2 separate regions of the Pan troglodytes genome follow, and region 1 is linked to region 2. A link is a contact called in public HiChIP or PLAC-seq data. All regions are on one chromosome and are shown on one strand. The core of a region is the stretch at or near the end of the contact, and the rest is flanking DNA. Distances in the headings are between cores, read along the strand shown. Region 1 holds the start of NFAT5 (nuclear factor of activated T cells 5). Region 2 holds the start of TERF2 (telomeric repeat binding factor 2).

The links. HiChIP or PLAC-seq counts read pairs in DNA pulled down with a chosen protein or histone mark.
Region 1: an H3K4me3 HiChIP or PLAC-seq map of stem cell-derived excitatory neurons shows a contact between it and region 2, with 2.3 times the contacts expected there. The contact joins the promoter of NFAT5 here to the promoter of TERF2 in region 2. A contact is called at or near these places in 1 of 7 Hi-C or Micro-C datasets (stem cell-derived neural progenitor cells) and 1 of 1 datasets of contacts at active chromatin or transcription factors (stem cell-derived excitatory neurons).

Annotation. Positions count from the first base shown.
Region 1 is chr18:67,613,006-67,616,887 of NHGRI_mPanTro3-v2.0_pri, forward strand. NFAT5 (nuclear factor of activated T cells 5) reads left to right here and starts at 1,279. Exons shown (of 15, transcript XM_063797336.1): 1 at 1,279-1,721.
Region 2 is chr18:67,433,126-67,437,313 of NHGRI_mPanTro3-v2.0_pri, forward strand. It overlaps TERF2 (telomeric repeat binding factor 2), which reads right to left and starts at 1,569. Exons shown (of 10, transcript XM_016930077.3): 1 at 1,154-1,569; 2 at 952-1,047; 3 at 142-272. The coding sequence starts at 1,532.

The DNA of each region.
Region 1 (3,882 bases), core at 29-2,528, 180 kb after region 2:
ACTTTGTAAAGGGCCTTGCCTCAGCGACATCTGTACTGGGCCCTCCTTTGCTGAGAGCTTCTTACCCCAACCCTAGCACTCCAAGTCCCGAGAACTGCTCAATTTCATGGGAAAAAGTCTCTCTCTATATATGTATATATGTGTGTATATATGTATGTATATATATGTGTGCATATATATACACATACACATATTACAACAGACTGATTTTCATGATTTGTAACTATCCTTGTAGATAAAAAACGAAACCATTCGAATAGCTTAAAAACCTTGCCCACGTGGCTACTGGCATCAATATTCCACACAAGATTAAAATTACTTCCCAAGATGCACACCCTGCACTCCAGGTAATATTTCAATAACTTGATTAAAAATTTCTCAGAAGTCTATTAGAATCAGAAAACGCTCTGCGGTGTCGGTGAGGATTTTAAATTTTTGCAACGGAAACTTTTGGCTCCACGAACAGAAGAGCAAGAGCAAAAACTCAGTTAAATGCGTTCTTCCTCCATCCTTGCCTAGTCCAAAAGGAAAAAAAAAAAAAAGAATCAGAAAAAAGAAAAACTGTTTGGAAGAGTAGCGTTGAGGTTTGCTTTTTACTTGTTTTTCCTCTAGAACAGCCAGGTGGATTCACATGATCCAATTTTTTAATTGTCTTCTATGTCCCACTCCGAATAACCCGGATGCCCCAGCACAATCAGAGAGATCTTTTTTTTAAAAAAAATTTCAGCCTCCAAAGGTAGGAGGGGAGTGTTAGGGGAGAAAGCACTTTAATTAAAAATCAATAACTCGAGGTTTTTGGGCTACGGTTTGCCATTTCCTAATTAAGAAATGGGTTTGACAGTCCCTTTGTACACACTGCTAGGCAAACCCCAAAGGGTTGGCGGCTGTCCGGGCGATGACACTCCGGTCCCCTGCGAGACCCCGGGCCAGCCAGGCCCGTCCGCCGCCGGCCTCTGGGGTCCGTGCCCGGCTCGCGCAGACCTCTCGCTTCTCCCGGCTCTGTCTCCTGCGCTCAGCTCTGCTCGGGGCCGGCCGCCTCAGGCTCGCCGCCACCAGGTCGTTGCAAATACCTTTTCCCTCCCCGGGGCCCCAGCGCGCGGCCACCTCCCAGCCTCCCTCCCTCCCACCCTGGCAGCGGGGCCCTTTCCCGGCTCAGGAACAGCAGCAGCCCGGGCCGCGGCGGCAGGAAGCGAGGCCCTTGTTGCTGCTGTTCCCTGGCACGCCTCCCCGCCCTCCGGGGGCCGCCGCGGCTCTTCCGCGCTCCCTGGCACCCCCCTCCGCGCCTGCGCTGTGCCCCACGGGGGCGGGGCTCAGATTCCTGTCAGCGGCGGCGGCGGTGGCGGCGACCGTCAGTTTTCGCTGAGGAGAAACACGAAACGGACCCTTTGGCTCTCCCCCTTCCCCTTCCCCGTCCTGAACCCCTCTCCTGGTCACCGAGAATCAGTCCCCGTGGATTTCCCCCTCCACCTCGCCATCGTTTCCTCGGTCCTCGGCCCAGTGGAAGTCACTACCCTCGAGGAGGAGGCAGCGGCAGCCGCCCTCGCGTCGCCGCCCCCGGTTCGGTGCCCGCGGTCCCGGAGAGGAGGTGCCGCCGCCACCGCCGCTCCCCCCCTCCCGCTGCCCTCGGGCCGGGCTGGGTCGAGCTGCGATGCCCTCGGACTTCATCTCATTGCTCAGCGCGGACCTAGACCTGGAATCGCCCAAGTCCCTCTACTCGCGAGGTGAGTCAGGCTGGGGGGTGGGGGGTGGGGCGTGGGGGCGGGGAGACAGGGAGACAGGGCCAGGGGAGGCGAGGGGTCCCCGTCCTGCCGGGGGCGGCTGAGCCGCGACCCCCATGGCTTCTTTGGCCGGAGCGGGCAGAGGCCGAAGGGATCGGGGTGACGGTGGAGGGAGCGGGCGGAACAGTGGCGGCCCCTCCCCCGCGGAGCCGCCGGCCGCTCGGGGCCCAGATTCCGTCGGCCCCCGGGGCTCTGCGGCACCGGTCGCTCCTAGCCGCTCTCAGCCCGTCCGGCCCCGCCAGGCTCCGCGAGCCGCCGGCCCCGGCCTCCCGGGCTCGGGGATGGCCCCAGACTGGGCCCCGCGCTGGGGCCACCGCGATCGGGGCGCCGCGTCTTCTCTTACCGGGACCCTCCTCCCCAGCAAAGTTGCCCCCAAGCGGGCGGCGTGGCCTGGAGCCGGTTCTGGGTGCAGGGTCACCATTTTCCTCCCCTTCCAGCTTGTTTTTGCGCCGTCGTTCCACCCCCTCTCCCTCCGGCCTAGTCCACTCCCTCCCCATGTTGGGACAGCCCCCCTCGACCAGGCGTTCTTCCTTTCCTCGTCATCTTCTTGCTGGAAAGGGCCCGATGGAAAGGGCCCGAATTTTCTTTTCTTTTTTTTTTCTCTTCCCACCTCCGTGGCATTCTAATTACTTCTCCCTTCTCCTTTACAAAGATGGGGGTGCCCTCTCTGGATTGGTTTTATTCCTCTCCTCTCCCAGGAGGACCAGCCCAGGCACAGACGCTGTCCTTTGAGAATTTTCTCTGCTTTTCCGTTCAAGGGCTGGTTGCAGGGAGGGAGCTCAGGCAGAGACTTTTCATTTAAGAACTCTTTTGGCTAAGGCCTGCAGGGGATTCCCAGCATCTGAAATATTAGCACTGGAGCTGATCCCTACTCAGGTGAAATTCCTATACTGGACACCACAAGAATGTGTCAGAAGAGGTTCCCTGTGCAAGGGGCTTCAAAACCAAAATATTCTCACTGCGCTCTTTACCGCTTTTTAAACCACCGGGAGGGGGCAAAAGACATAACTGGGTTGTTAACTATTCATTTCACCGTGTAAAAAAAAATGTAGGTGTTTCTTCTGCTTTTGGTTTGATGTATCCATCCATTTGCTTATTCCACCCCCTCCAAAAAAGGGACTTCACCTTCCTACTAGTGTATCTAAATTGTTTAAGTGAATCAGAGTGAGATGGTTTACTCTGAAAGGTGCTGGACTTTACAGACTGACCATTGATTTTGTACACAGAGTCCTACTTAGTAATTGTAGCCATTGTCTGTTGCTCCATTGACTTTAGTTGGCAGCCACCATCCTGTAGGATGTTTTTCGGGCAACATTACCTGAGGTACTTTAGAAATATTGTAGTTTTGAATGTCAAAAAAAAAAAAAGAGACATATCAAGAGATGATTCTTAGAGCAGGGCTAATGTGTTAGAATTGAGTGCTAAAAATAGCCAAGACATTAACACCATTTGGGGAGTAATCATCAGATAATTTTCCATGAAACATATACTTTATGAAAATCTAAGTTTAGCTTCGAGACCAATGTAGAGACAATTCAGCCTCTTTTGCGGGGAATATATTCACAAATATGGGCTTTAGCGCTTAAAAATACACTGCAGTTGGCCGGGCGCGGTGGCTCACGCCTGTATTCCCCAGTACCGTGGGAGGCCGAGGCAGTTGGATCACCTGAGGTCGGGAGTTTGAGACCAGCCTGACCAATTTGGAGAAACCCCGTCACCCCGTCACTACTAAAAATACAAAATTAGCCGGGCGTGGTGGTGCATGCCTGTAATCCCAGCTACTCGGGAGGCTGAGGCAGGAGAACCGTTTGAATCCAGGAGGCGGAGGTTGCGGTGAGCCGAGATCGCACCATTGCACTCCAGCCTGGGCAGAAAGAACGAAACTCCGTTTCAAAATGTGTGTGTGTGTGTGTGTATATATATATGTGTGTGTGTGTGTGTGTGTGTGTGTGTGTGTGTGTATGTATGTATATATATATACACACACATTGCAGTTATATAAAAGATGTATGCTATCCTTGGCATTTTTTTCCTCATTCAGCATAAAAAGTACCTAATGCTTTTTGTGTTTTTCAGATTCTCTGAAGTTACACCCATCACAGAA
Region 2 (4,188 bases), core at 319-2,818:
GTCTGTGTGTGCGCTTTCTTGCTTGCTCAATCTCTCCCCATTGCTGTTTTCCTCTGCCCCACACAGTAAAGAGTAAGTGCTGTATCCTCAAAGACCCTTGATTTTTGGTCAAAGAAAAAAGATATAAAAATAGAGCCTTACAGCTTCCTTGACCAGTTTTCTACTGGATTCGACCACTGCTTCTGTCAGTGTAAATTCCGTTTTAATCATCTCCAGCACATTGATAGCTGATTCCAGTGGTGTGAGCTCAGCCTCCATATCAAAGGAACAGTCTAGGACAAAGCACAGTTTTCATTTTAAGCTCTTTTCTAAGGGTAAAAAAGTTATGTCCAAAAGTTATATATATATATTTATGGAAATGGAGCATGCAAATATGGTAAGATTTGCATTTAATTTTTTGACATATTTGCTACAGGTTGACATACACGATAAGGGTCCAAATTCAAATCAATGAATTTAACGTGACCATTTTTTAACACCTGTCAAGACAGGCAAAAAAATTATTTTTAAATACATGCATTTGCCTCTCAAATTCAGAATATACCCATCCTCCTCAGATACGAGTGGCAAGAAACTGACAACAGCTAAATAGCTTTCAAGTTAAATTCAGAGGGGAAAAATGTCAGAGTACTTCCACTCTGAAAAACTCTCTACCATGGGGGAAAAAAGATGTCCATATGAACATAACTCACTTCAGATAGGAGCAAAGTTGGGGTGAGCAATTAACAGGTGGGAGAAGATTTTTAAAAAACACAGAAAAGCAGCCAAGACAACCTTAACCGGAGAAAACTAGAGCCAGTCGAGCCAGAAAACAGACCCACCGTAGAATGAAAAAGACCACTCTGATGGAAACTATCGCACTTTAACCTGGAATCCTTCAGTTCTAGATATAAGTTTTAAAACAAAACCCTACGCAAGTAAGCCCAGAGAAGAACACAAAAATAGCCATACCTAAATTTTCCCCTTCTTCAATGCGCGACAGACACTGCATAACCCGCAGCAATCGGGACACGGTATGCTCCTTCCCCAAGGGCCTGACAAGCAAAGCTGGGAGAGAAGACATCGTTGGCTGGGCGACCCCCAGTCCCGACTCCCGGTCCCCCGGACCCCCTTCCCCAGCGCTCCAACCCCCTTCCCCCGGCCCGGCCCTCACCCTGCATGATGTCCCGGATCTGTCTGAAGTCCCCGTACCGGCTACCCCGAAAGGCCCGCAGCGCCTCGTGGAAGTAGAACTTGAGCACCCAGCGATTGACTGCCTCTTCCAGCCGTGCCTCCCCCGCGCCGCGCTCCGCCGGGCCCCCCAGCCCCGGCTCGTGGCGCCCCCGCCGGGCCCGCCCGCTACTGCGGGACGCCCGCCTGCCAGCTGCCCGCCCGCTGCCGTCGCTACTCCCGCCTCCTCCCGCCATCGTGTCCGATCGCCGCGCGCCCTCCCCGCCCTCCCGGCCGGGCCGCTTCCTCGGCTGTGACGCCGCTGGGTCACGCACGACGCCCGGGCCGGAAGCGGGGCCCGCCGTCCCGGCTCCCGCGGCCATGATAGAAACAGCGTTCCGAGCCGCCCGCGGGCTTCTGGGAGGGAAAGGACCGGAGGGCCCGGCCCCCTTCTCAGACGCCGTAGTTCCCGATGTGCCGGCCGCAATGCCTCCTGGGGCTTGAAGTCCACGCCGCCCAGGCCGGTGAACCCGGCGGGGTTTGCAGTCAACTTCGCTCCGAATTTACAGAAAACAGCTACTATGCTAGGGACGCGGAACAGTGTATTAGAGACTGAAAAACAGGCCGGGATCGGTGGCTCAACGCCTGTAATCCCAGCACTTTGGGAGGCTGAGGCGGGTGGATCACCTGAGGTCGGGAGTTCGAGACCAGCCTGACCAACATGGAGAAACCCCATCTCTACTAAAAATACAAAATTAGCCGGACGTGGTGGCGCATGCCTGTAATCCTAGCTACTCGGGATGCTGAGGCAGGAGACTCGCTTGAACCCGGGAGCGGAGGTTGCGGTGAGCCGAGATCGCGCTATTGCACTCTAGCCTGGGCAACAAGAGCGAAACTCCGTCTCAAAAAAAAGAAAAGAAAAAAAAGAAAACCAAATATGTGCACCTTATTAAACACTTTGAAAATTGTGGAAGAGAGCATACACAGAGGAAAGTCTTTAAACAAATTTGTATTTTAACAAATACTGTAATTATAAAGCAAAGACCAGTGTGATACCAATAAATAGAATGCACCTGGCAACCCAGCCTCTAGACATATACTCTTTGTAATCACAAAAATAACACATTTTGTTGTAGAACAATTAGAAAAATAAGCAAAAGGACCACCCATAGTCCCATAGAGGGTCTGAGTCACTTTCAGATATCTCTGATACTCTTGGAATTCACCAACTGGCACTTGACCAAATGGAGAACCTCCAGCTCAGACCTTAGTTCAGGATGGTGGTTGTGGGTGCCTCTTCCTGAGAGGCCCAGTAACTGGTCTAGCTTCAAAGATTGTCCTACCAGCCCCACTAGTCTGGAACCTGCAAAGATCCAGTTTGGGGCCACTCAAAGACAACTCAGAAGTGCAGGTGGCCAAGTCCTTGAGGATGTGAATCCCATGCTGGACCTGTGCATTAATATCAGGACCTTAATATGTATAGTATCCTGGAAAGCCAAAAGTTCTACGAGGTACACGTTCCGGGATGAGAGAAGAGGCCTCTAGGTCTGACTGATCTTTGGTGATCATAACTGCTTTTCTTTTTTTTCTTTTTTTTTCTTGAGATGGAATCTCGTTCTGTCGTCCAGGCTGGAGTGCAGTGGCACGATCTCAGCTCACTGCAAGCTCCGCCTCTGGGTTCACGCCATTCTCCTGCCTCAGCCTCCCGAGTGGCTGGGACTACAGGCGCCCACTACCATGCCCAGCTAATTTTTTGTATTTTTAGTAGAGACGGGGTTTCACCGTGTTAGCCAGGACGGTCTCCATCTCCTGACCTCGTGATCCGCCCGCCTCGGTCTCCCAAAGTGCTGGGATTACAGGCGTGAGCCACTGTGCCCGGCCCATGGCTGCTTTTCCATTCCAGCCTGCTTGCCTTAACCAGGAACCAAATCACTTGCCTTTATTTTAGTTTTTTTGAGAAAGTTTCACTCTGTAATGCAGGTTGGAGTGCAGTGGCGCAATCGTGCTCACTGCAGCCTTGAACTCCTGGGCTCAAGTGATCCTCCTGTCTCAACCTCCCAAGTAGCTAAGACTACCAGCGTGTGCCACCATGCCTGGGTAATTTGAAATTTTTTTTCGTAGAATTAGGGGTCTTGCCGTGTTGCCCAGGCTGGTCTCGAACTCCTGGCCTCAAGCACTCCTCCCACCCTGGTCTCCTAAAGTGCTGGGGATTTCAGGGTTGAGCTACTATGCCTGGTGCCAAATCACTTGCCTTTCAATTCTAACTTTTTTTTTTTTTTTTTTCTGAGACAGAGTCTTGTTCTGTTGCCCAGGCTGGAGTGCAGTGGCACGATCTTGGCTCACTGCAACCTCCACCTCCCGGGTTCAAGTGATTCTCCTGCCTCAGCCTCCCGAGTAGCTGGGATTACAGGCGTGTGCCACCATGCCTGGCTAATTTTTGTATTTTTAGTAGAGACGGGGTTTCACCATGTTGGCCACGCTGTCTCGAACTCCTGGCCTCAAGTGATCCACCCATTGTGGCCTCCCAAAGTGCTGAGATTATAGGCGTGAGCCACTGCGCCTGGCCAGTGCTAACTCCTCTACTTGCTAGCTGTTTAACCTTGAACGAATCCCTTAACTGTCTCTGTGCCTCTGTTTCCACATCTGTCAAGCACAAATAATGAAGGTACCTCTTGGAAATTATACGAAAAGTCAATGAATTGCTATTTCTAATGCCTTTAGCGAAGGGCTCAGCTTGTGGTAAGGGCTCAGTAAGTGTAAGCTGTTTTTTGTTTGTTTGTTTTTTGAGACAGAGTTTTGCTCTTGTCGCCCAGGCTTGAGTGTAATGGCGCAATCTCGGCTCACTGCAACCTCCATCTCCCAGGTTCAATTGATTGTCCTGCCTCAGCCTCCCGAGTAGCTGGGATTACAGGAAAGCAGGAAGCACTTAAGGTTTTCAAAGAAGTTCCCTTAAAGAGACAGTTGGGTATTTGTGGTAGATAAAGAAGAGAATGATTTTGGGATAACCAGAGGATGATGGGACTTTGAAAAATGAGGAGA